2 separate regions of the Gossypium hirsutum genome follow, and region 1 is linked to region 2. A link is a contact called in public Hi-C data. All regions are on one chromosome and are shown on one strand. Each heading gives the region's core, a stretch centred on a gene start, on an enhancer-like site or on the middle of the called end of the contact. The rest is flanking DNA. Distances are from core to core; before and after follow the strand shown.

Evidence for each region. Hi-C and Micro-C count contacts between places; a contact is called where the count stands out from the background.
Region 1: a Hi-C map of leaf shows a contact between it and region 2, with 4 times the contacts expected there. The contact joins the enhancer-like site here to the promoter of LOC107901577 in region 2. A contact is called at or near these places in 2 of 34 Hi-C or Micro-C datasets (both in leaf).

Annotation. Positions count from the first base shown.
Region 1 is chrD06:22,583,454-22,589,401 of Gossypium_hirsutum_v2.1, forward strand. No RefSeq gene overlaps it. Among protein-coding and RNA genes, the nearest start is that of LOC107901584, 32 kb to the left of the region's middle. Within about 2 kb of position 2,043, at least 9 of the 9 cell types and tissues checked have an H3K27ac peak or open chromatin away from gene starts, as enhancers often do. A contact at or near this core is called in leaf, where this site is marked.
Region 2 is chrD06:22,217,980-22,223,305 of Gossypium_hirsutum_v2.1, forward strand. LOC107901577 (DCN1-like protein 4) reads left to right here and starts at 1,411. Exons shown (of 10, transcript XM_016827632.2): 1 at 1,411-1,696; 2 at 3,517-3,601; 3 at 4,016-4,090; 4 at 4,177-4,213; 5 at 4,327-4,410; 6 at 4,538-4,598; 7 at 4,708-4,814; 8 at 4,932-4,997; 9 at 5,191-5,326. The coding sequence starts at 1,621. The coding sequence ends at 5,286.

The DNA.
Region 1 (5,948 bases), core at 793-3,292, 370 kb after region 2:
ATTATTTTAAAAAATATTTTTTTTGGATTTTTTATTTTTTAAATATTTATTTTATCATATCAACATGATGTACATATGACCGTCATGTGTCACCGTTTAATTGATCGAACATCCATGTCAACAAAATTTAATGGTCAAACTCGGTCAACATTAACGAAGGGGATTAATTGATTAAATTTTCATCTTTAATGGCTCACTTGGGTGTTAAATTCCGTTGAGGGCAATTCTGAAAATGCTCTCGTCTTCTTCGGTTTCTAATGTGGACAATAATGGAGAAGGTGATTCCCTTCCTGAGGATTCCATCACAAAGAAGGTCTGTTTCAAGGAATCGAACGTGAACCTTGAAGATGTGATGGTTGTGGAGGATTCCAACACAAAGAAGGTCTGTTTCAAGGACTCAGATGTGATTCTTGAAGATGTAATGGTCGTGGAGTCATCACCAACGCCTTCTTTTTCTTGAAAAGATATGCTAGTGGGGAAGGATACTCCTGTGCAGAATAATACAAATAATGGGCACTTCCTTGTTGATAATTTAATGGTCAAACTCGGTCAACATTAACGAAGGGGATTAATTGATTAAATTTTCATCTTTAATGGCTCACTAGGGAGTTAAATTCCATTGAGGGCAATTCTGAAAATGCTCTCGTCTTCTTCGGTTTCTAATGTGGACAATAATGGAGAAAGTGATTCTCTTACTGAGGATTCCATCACAAAGAAGGTCTGTTTCAAGGAATCGAACGTGAATCTTAAAGATGTGATGGTTGTGGAGGATTCCAACACAAAGAAGGTCTGTTTCAAGGACTCGGATGTGATTCTTGAAGATGTAATGGTCGTGGAGTCATCACCAACGCCTTTTTTTTCTTGAAAAGATATGCTAGCGGGGAAGGATACTCCTGTGCAAAATAATACAAATAATGGCCACTTCCTTGTTGATAATTTTTCCCTCACTGAGCAGGATGTAAAGAAATTGGTTGTCGATGGTGTTCCTTCAATAGATTTCTCGGAGAGAGTATATCAGCTCTTGGAAAAGGAAATGTCAACCTCTGTAGTTCTCAAGATGCTTGGTCGGAACCTTGGAATCACGACTCTGCATGATAGATTATATGGGACTTGGAAACCATCTAAGCTTTTTCAATTAATGGATATAGAGAATGGTTATTTTCTCGCTAAATTTCAAAGCACTGATGACTATGATAAGATCCTCTCCTAGGGCTCGTGGGTTATTTTCGGTCATTACCTAACCGTTCAACCATGGAAGATCGATTTTAATCCTAGTCTACCTTACCCTAATATGGTTCTCACATGGATTCAGTTTCCTGGTCTTCCTAGCCATTTATATCAAAAACAGATTCTAATAGAGATTGGGGGAATGGTAGGCAAAGTTACTAAATTAGATTTCAACACGGATAGCAAAGCACGGGGTCGTTATGCTCGCATGGCAATTTATGTCAATTTAGGGAGACCTTTAGTTTCTAAAATTCTCATCAATGTAGCCCTCAAAGAATTGAGTATGAGAACCTACCTGTGGTATGCTTTAAGTGTGGCTGTTATGGACACATCAAGGAGAACTGTCCGTCTGTCACACATTCTTCAGAGATGAAAGAGAAGGGAGAGACTTTGGAACAAAACTTTTCAACTTCTGTGGTGGTCGGAGATGGGGATTATGGCCCCTGGATGCTGGTGGAGCGGAGGAGCAGACGCGGCACCTTGGATGAGATCAAAAAAGGTAATAATTCTAAAGGGGAGAAAATTATGGGATCATGATTTCAATTGTTAATAGGTCTGGAGGCGAGTTCAACGGAGGAGGATTTAATTAAGGAAAATTAGAGAGATTTGAAGAAAAAAGGGAAAGCTACATTAAGTGATACCCAAGAGAAATCTTCAACAGGTAAAAAATTTATTTTTAATGGTTCTAAAAAAGTGAATTTGGGCCTGTCGGTGGGAAAGCTTCTTAATGGTCAGGCCTGTGACCCTAAAACCAATACTCTCTTAAAGGATCATAATAAGGTTGGGCTCAAGTTGGGCTTGGTCCCACAGGTTCCTTCAGCTGCTAATCAGCAGGCTCCTTTGGATATTCAGCAGGCCTCTAGCAGTTTTGATTTTGGACAGTAGTAAGAGACCCAAGTTTCGAAGGAGGCTAGAACAGATCTTTCAAAGCTTTCTAGTGTCATGCACGTTTCACTACCCAGTGTTGGAGAAAATAATCAGTCCCTAAATTGAAGTATTTCTGACTCCTTTTGTCTTTTAGTTTTAAATTCACAGAATGGTTTTGTTGCAGACCACGTGAAGATGTACACTCCTATTTCAATCCAAAAACAAGCAGAACATGTAGTGCACTTTAATCCTATATTTGAGGAGAGTTCGTTTGTTAATGTGGAGGTAAAGGAAGGAGTGTTGGAGGCCAAAAACAATTCGGCAGTGGTTTTAAAAAAGAGAAGCATTCTGGAGCCTGTTAGAGAGGAGATAGGGGGTAGTATTTGTCCGACTGAAATTAAATTTCCTAGAGTGGTCTTGAAGGGACAAAATACAAATGCTAAAGTAACTAGCTCTAAAGAAGGGTGGAAACTCAATAAAACCTTAAAGGGATTGAGTAATCGTTTCAAGAACTCTGAAAATACCCGGGTTTATTTTGTTGATTCTATGAAGAGGGCAGCAGAGCTTATTGCATCTGAGATTGATGAAAATTCTGCTAAAGATTTATCGCAGAGAAAAGGAGAGAGAGAGGAGTTTTCTTCTACTGGCCACCATTAAGAGAAACTATTTTCTTTCTTTTTAATATGAATTTGTCTATTTTATCTTGGAATGTGTAGGGGTGTGCGTCTAATAAATTTTTACAAGTTTTTTGTAAGTATAATAATCAGTACAAGCGTAATATTATTAGCCTTCTTAAGCCAAGAATCAGCGGGGTTAAAACTAACACAATTTGAAGGTGGTTGGTAACTATCTTCAATTCATCCTGGCTTGTATTTGTTATAAATTGTATTTTCATATGATATTTATTACTTTTGTTGATGGGAGCCTTGATAAACAGAAAAGGAAAATTTTGTGGAAAGATTTAAGTCGCTCAGTCCCACGTGAGTATGTTCCTTGGATGGCCATTGGAGAATTTAACGCTATCCTATCATCAGAAGATAAAAAAGATGGTTATGACAAAGGTCGCAGATGCTAGTCTTTTGGCAAAGTTATGGACAAAGCTCATTTGCACGACCTGGGTTTTCAGGGTCCCCCGTTCACGTGGCATCGTGGTAATCTTTCTGAAAGACTTGATAGGGTTGTGGGAAATGACGCTTGGATGGAAGCCTTCCGCAACTGTTTGATTACCCATTTTCCCAGAATTAAATCTGATCATCGTCCACTGCTCTTGAATTTTTGTTATGATGTTAGTTGTGCTCCTAATCGTCCCTTCTAATTTTTAGCTGGCTGGCTGCATCACCAAAATTTCTCTGGATTTGTTATGAATAATTGGAGCTTCAATGGCAATATAACAAGTACAATTGCTACGTTTACGGATAAGCTTAAAATGTAGAACAAATGTGTTTATGGTCATATAAGTCAATGGAAGAGGCAGTTAATGTACAAGCTTGCTAAGATACACCATGCTTTGGATCTCTTGGGGTCTAATTGTCTTTTTCAGCAAGAAGTGATCATTTGAGCTTGAAAATATTCTCCACCATGAGGAGATACTCTGGAAGCAAAAGTCTAGATGTGAGTAGCTAAAATTGGGCGATCGTAACACGAGCTACTTTCACAAGCATACGGTTCAGAGAAGAAATTTTAATAAAATCACTACTTTGTGTAATGCTGATGGGGATTTGATTTTCGATCCTGAGGTTCTTAAGATGGAAGAAGTTAACTTTTTCCAGAATCTTTACGGGGAGAATCCAGGTCCGTTAGGGTTTCTACCTCCTAATGTTTTTCCAAGCTTTAGTAACAAAGATGTTGATTTTCTTGGGAGAGGTGTTACGATGAGGAAATTAGGGTTGCCTTTTTTAATATGGCACCCTTGAAAGCCACAGGTAGCGATGGTTTTCAAACTAGTTACTTTCAAAACCAATGGGATAATCAGGGGGAGCTATTTGTGAGTGGGTTAAGAAGGTTTTCGAGGGAGGAACCATTGATTCAAAGTTTAATAACACACTTATTGTGTTAAATCCCTAAAGTTTCTAACCCAAAAAACTTCTCGCGGTTCCGTCCTATTAGTCCCTGCTCTGTGTTGTATAAGCTGGTCATGAAGTCATTGCAAATAGATTTAAGAGTATCTTCTCAAAGATCATAGGTCAAGAACAAGTAGGCTTCATTGCAGGGAGAAGCATTATTGATAATGTCACTATTGCCCAAGAAGCGTTACATTCAATGAGATCCAGGAAGAAGCTTCAGTGGATGGCAATCAAGATCGATTTGGAGAAGGCTTATGACAGAGTCAGATGGGATTTCATGGAAGCTTCTCTTAATGCAACATGTATTCCTTCTCACTTGGTTAGAGTTATTATGAATGCTATTTCATCATCCTCTATACAGGTTTTAGGGAATGGTGCTCCAACACAAAAGTTTAGATCGGTTAAAGGTATTCAACAGGGATATTTTTTGTCACCATATCTCTTCGTTTTTTGTATAGAATGGTTGGGCCATAGATTTCACGCGGGTATCTCTTCAGAGGAGTGAGTCCCATTTGATTATCTTGCATAGGATCGAATCTCTCACATATATTTTTTTTGCAGATGACTTGGTGATTTTTAGTTGAGTTGATTTGGCTCATAGTTGCCTCCTTAAGAATTTTTTGTGTAATTTTTACGAGTTATCAGGTCACAAGGTCAACGTCAGGAAAACGAATATTTTCTTTTCCATAGGTGTTAATGATTCCTTAAGGAGTGAGATCAATGACATGCTTGGCTTTCAAGAAGTTAATGATTTGGGTCACTATCTCGGGGTTCCACTCTTTCACAAAAAGGTTACCAATGGTATTCTTAATTTTTTGGTGGAAAGAGTTCGTAGTCAGCTATCTAGTTGGGATACTAAGCTACTCTCTTTTGCTGGAAGGGTTACCTTAGAACAATCAGTTCTGTTGACTATTTTGAGATATCTCATGTAGTCAACTCTAGTCCCTAAGGGGATTTGCGACTATATTAAAGAATTAGCTAGACAATTTATTTGGGGGGCTACGAAAGGGAAAAGTTGATTGGCTTTGGTAGGGTGGAATAACATTTGTCAGCCTAAGTTACATAGAGGTCTTGGATTTCAGCGTTTGGAAGATCAAAACAAAGGTTTCATGATGAAAATTGGTTATAGTCTTATTACTAAGACTGAAGCTTTATGGGTTTACGTCCTTAGAGCTAAGTATGGCTTCCATGAGAGTTTGCCGCATTCTATTATGCGGAATAGGTGCTCCTATATGTGGAAAGCAGTTGTTAAAGCTTGGCCTTTGTTGCGCAACAATATGATCTGGTCTATTGGTAATGGGAGGTTTGCTTGTTGTTGGGAGGATAATTGGATTCCATATGTGGGACCCTTTAATCAGTAGTACGTACCGGGTCAAGGCAATATTGTTCCTCAGAGTAAAGTAATTCTGAAAGGGTTAGAAGAGGTGTTGCGCAAGACGCTTCGTGTCTTCTCTGTGGCCATTTAATGGAGGATATTCTCCATACTCTTAGGGATTGTTCTTTTACGAAGGAAATTTGGAAAGAGTGGTTGTTCTTGAATCTGCAATCTCATCCTACCTTTAATACAAGTAACTCTACTTGGACTTGCCTATTTGGGATACTTCTTTGGCGCATTTGGAAGAACCAAAATTCGATAATTTTTTAAAGGAATTCTATGAGTCCTAAGGACATTACTAGTGCCTGTTATAGCTGGGCGAATCATTTTTCCTTTATCCATAATGCAATGTTGGATTGTCGCCCAAAACAGACATCTGTTTATCAGAATTCAGGTATGTTTTTTTTACCTTAATA
Region 2 (5,326 bases), core at 161-2,660:
CTAACCTGTGGAGGTATGTTATTAGCAACGATAATATTTGCATCATCTCCATTAGAGGGAAAGGTTTAATTGCAGCAATTAGGCGTTCCGATGTGCCATGGAGATCCGTTTACTGCATCCGTCACATTGTGTCTAACTTCCATAAATATTATAAGAATGTAGGCTGGAAGAGACAAGTCGTGACAATGGGTAAATGATAACCTTATCTTTTCAATATAAGTTGTAATGTTTTATGTTATTGAGTTACTGGAACTTATCTTTTCTTAATACGTATACAGTGTACGAGTTAGAGCCACATATTTTCCGCCAAAGAATGATTCGACTTGAGAGTGACATCGAGGGGCAAACAAACACATCTTTCCGACAATGGTTGGGTACAATAGAGCCGTGGCAATGGGCTCAAAGTTTTGACGAGGGCTTTCGTTATGGTCAAATGACCACAAACTTAGTGGAGGGGGTTAACGCTGTGTTGTTGAAAACACGTCATCTTCCAATTGCATCTGTCTTCTCTGCTACATTCTACAGGTTGGCTACCTTAATGCCAAGAATAGATCAGCAACAAGTTGACCAGATGGAGGCGGGACACGTGTTTGTCGAAGATGTCAGAGATGCAATGGTTGCAAACCGTCGGATGGCGAGGTCGATGACTGTAGAAATATATTCATGACGTCTGGAAACATTTCGAGTTAGTGAGACCATCGGTTGTCGACCTTGTATACCACCTAGGTCCTATGAAGTTGGTCTCCGGAACAGACGGTGCGAGTGCAGGAGGTTCGAAACACTTCATTATCCATGTGCGCATGTCGTGGCAGCGTGTGCTAAGGTGAACCTTAATGTTGAACAATATGTCGATGATGTATACACGCTCGAGCACACATTGCGTGTCTGGGAAAATGAGTTCCCCGTCCTGCCTGACCTGTCTACGTGGGAGGTACCTCCGACAACTTTCGAGCTTCTCCGAGATAGAGGGCTACGTAGAAATCCAAGAGGTCGTCCGCAATCAAACAGATTCCATAATGAAATGGACATTAGGGAGAAATCCGACGGTAAGCATTGTGGATTATGCAGGTTAAATGGTCATAATTGGAATAAATGCCCTCAGCGAAACTATCATGTTGGACAGTCGTCAGAATCGGGTCGGAATTGAGCTAATGCTGTAAAATTGTTATGTGTAATGTTGTAATGTTGCAATGTTGTTTTAATACCCATTAACTTAGATTCAGCTTATGCTTATACTTAAATTGTATCCAAATTAAGTTATAAAAAGTATAATTCATTTCGAATAATTAAAATTATATCCAAAATGGACTAAATATAAAACATTTTAAAAGTATAGGGACTAAAGACAAAATTAGACCAAAAAAGAAAAAACCTTCTTTCCTTGTGCCATTCACACACTCTTCTCGCAGTCTCTTTCTCCTTTTATATATAAAACGAAAATATACGTTTCCTCAAAAACTCCTCTCTTTTTCTTCTATCTCAAATTCTAATTCATTTATCTCCTTTTTTCTCTGTAAATATTATTGGGATCTAGGGTTCTTGGTTTTTTCAAACTTGGTCAAAATTCAAATTGGTCATCAAATCAAGCGGCTGTGATTGTTTCTCCTCCGCATTGACGCGATGCCACCTCGCGCATCTAAGCGAAAATCGGCCCCACCCAACTCCTCAACCGTCACATCATCCGACGGCCGTTCTGGTACCTTCTCCTTTGCCCTTTTCTTATTTTCTTTTTCCTTCGTTTTAGAAAAGAGAGAGAGAGAGAGAGAGAGAGAGAGAGAGAGAGAGGAGATTTTGCTATGTTTGGTACGCGAGAAAACGCGGGAAAAAAGGGTTAAGGAAATAAAATTTTTTTTATTGATTAATTAGAGTAACCCCCATTAATTTATTTCTGATGAAAAGTTCTTCACTGTAATTAGCGGGTATATAATTGCGATATATAATTTATTCTGTTCGGATTAGTTTCTCAGGAACCGCGGGAATTGGGATTATATAATTTAAAATTCGTACGTTATTACATTTTTAACGATACCTAAAAACAAAAGAAGGAACCTTGCAACAAAGAAACTTCGTAGAACGTAATGTAAATTGATTATTATTATCTTGGCATGAATTGGTTATTGATTATAGTTTCTGGGTTTTGTAGCTGAATGTAATTTGCAGTATATTTCTGCTTCACTTAAATTTAAGAGACTCTTACATAAAAAAAAGGGGTCTATTTAGCATGGAACCTGAAAGTTATGTAAGGACTAAGGAGTTGAGAAGGCATAGATTGAAACATTAAAAAGGACCTAGCTTTTAATATTTAGGATATAAAGGATTTTTTATAAAGAAAATATGAAATTAATTTTTTATTTATTATGTATCAAACTCAATTTGTTTTTTTTCGGTGTAACACCTCCCTTCATGATAGCCACATTGAGTCTAATTAAATCTAGAGTCGAGCTGGATAGGCCCTAAACAGGAGCAAGCCCTATTGAGTCGAATTAAATCTAGAGTCGAGTTGGATAGGCCCTAAACAGGAGCAAACTCTCATATTGTTATCTTATTACTCAACCTAACAGTGGTAGTTGTTGGTAGCGCAAAATTATTTACCAAATTATATTAGAAGGTTGAAGCATAGTAAAAGCATCATGAAGCTCCTTATACTAAGAATTAGATTATATTCTGCCGCTTTTACTCAAAAAATGGGTAAATTAAAAAAATGGGTAAGTTAATCTCTGTACATTAAATCAAAGAGTAAAACAGAAATTTCATCTGCTTTTAAGGGTAAAAATGAATGGAATTTTTATCAGAAGGATCAATTTGTTCTTTAGATTTAACGTACATGGACTAATTTGCCCATTTTTTGGGGTGGGGTAAAATGCAATCTGACACCTACTATAGGGGCCTTCATAGTACTTTTATTGCAAAGCTGAAGCTCAACTTTTTTAGGTGGTATACTTTGGTATATAATTTCGTGTTTGATACACAATAATAAATAAATATTTTTGATATATTAGAAAACCCGGAATATAATGGCCACATGTTATTTTCCTTATGTTGTTCCCTTAATTGGTGGTCTGGATTAGAGTATGTGGTCTCACTGAAGTACCAGCCTGGCAATGTTGATTCTATGATATTGATAATTTTGACCGACAAGTACCTGATGTAACAGTAAGGCACATTATTCTCTTTGGAGATAACATTATTGAGAGGGTAACTACAGATCTCGAAAGATTAGTCTCTGTGGACGGTAAAATGGATATGGATCACACATTGATTTCACACACACAAAAAAAACTTAGGTGGAGAATCGATTGCTTGATGTTTATGCCTGAAAAGTATTGGAATTGGCGTTCTGTAGTGTTGCATTCTGTATTGAATGTTGGTTAAATAGATAAAATAATGATTCTTGTTATTTTATGAAGGCTGAAAGAATTGTTTATTAAATATGCTTCTGTTTATTTAACAAACTTTTTGCGGTGTTTTGATGGAGTGGCTGGTATTCTAACTAGATAATGCTATTTCTTTTCTCAGTCTCAAGTAAAGCTAAAACAAAGGGGATGGAGAAAATAGATCGTTTGTTCAATTCATATGCCAATAGTTCATTAGGCGTGATTGAGTAAGTATATTCTGCCCCCATTCCTTTTTATTTGTAGAGCCACTGAAGTGGGGTCATGTTTATTCTCTAGCTATAACAATCGTTTTCCTTAGATAAAAAAGAAGAATGAGCCGAATAAATTCATTATATTTATCCAAGTCACGTTGTTGTCATTTTTCAATGTCAGTAAGTGTTGTCATTTCCTTATGATTCTGAAAGGTGTTACATTTCATTACGTTTTTGTTTTAAGTTGTGATTTGAACATAAATCATTGAAAAGGTCATGAATCATCTTTACACACACACACACACACACTCACTCTCAAACATTTTTTTATCTGAACAAGTTAATATAGGCCTAAATGGATGCACAAGGAGAGATTTTCTTTAAATAGTTGCATGTACACACACTGATACTCTTTGTTTGCTTGAGCAGTCCAGATGGTATTGAAGCACTCTGTTCAGATCTAGGAGTGGACTACACTGATGTGAGGATATTGATGCTTGCTTGGTATGTTATATTCTATGGATTTAAGACTGGACCCGAAATTTGGTCTGAGTTTCTTCTAACATTATGTGTTCTGCTGCATATCTCAGGAAATTAAAAGCTGGAAAGCAGGGCTATTTCACCCAGGTCATTAGAAGTGCAACTTACATAGCGTGCTCTATTTGATGGATGCTATAATAGAACATCTTAACTGACATTAGAAGAATGACTGCCTTTTTTCTTCTCTTGCACTGAATCAGGATGAGTGGCGAACTGGCATGAAAGCATTGGGGGTCGATTCACTTAGCAAACTGAAAAAGGCACTTTGCGAACTGGAGATTGAGGTACTTCCATACTTGTATCTGTTGCAGCAGTTATTGCTACCATTGTAAAGTTATATATTCTGGTTGACAAGTGAGAAATTAAGTGGTAGTGCTGAATTTAGCTTTTTCTACATCTGAAAATTTGAAGGTGGGGAAGCCAACGAACTATGAGGATTTCTATACCTATGCATTTCGATACTGCCTAACAGGTTTTCTCTTTAATTGAATGAAAACAACCTTTCTTTTTCACTATGCCAGCTTCTCTTGTCTAGCAATTTGTTCTTTTAACAAAAAATTGACATTGATCAACTGCCTCAGAGGAGAAGCAAAAGAGCTTGGACATTGACAGCATCTGTGAATTGTTGAATCTTGTTCTGGGAGCCCAATTTCGTCCTAAGGTTGATGTACTAGTCGAGTATTTAAAGGTTTGACCGTCATTTCTTTCATCTTTAGAAAATATATGCAGATCAGATGCCATTCCAAATTATCAGAACACTCGTTCAATGACATGTTTGTTATACTTGGACTTGATTTGCTTGTAGGTCCAGAGTGATTACAAAGTAATAAACTTGGACCAGTGGATAAATTTTCTACGTTTTTGCCAAGAGGTAAGCCTATTTGAAAAGAAAATGTTCATACTATATTTGTTTGGTAATGATTCACAAATATGCTAATCTATATAATCGGATCGATAGAATGGAGCTATGCATGATATGTGAGGAAAAAGTATCTGTTTGCCTTTTTTTCCCCCTTCATGCAATTTGTGGCATCTCTGATAACTGTGATTCCTTGCTAGCACAGATTAGTTTTCCAGATCTTGGAAATTATGATTCAGCCCTAGCTTGGCCGTTGATTCTTGACAATTTCGTTGAATGGATGAGACAAAAGCATGGCTAGAGTTGGCATCTTTTTGTGTTTCTTGCAGTTTGCTGATTTT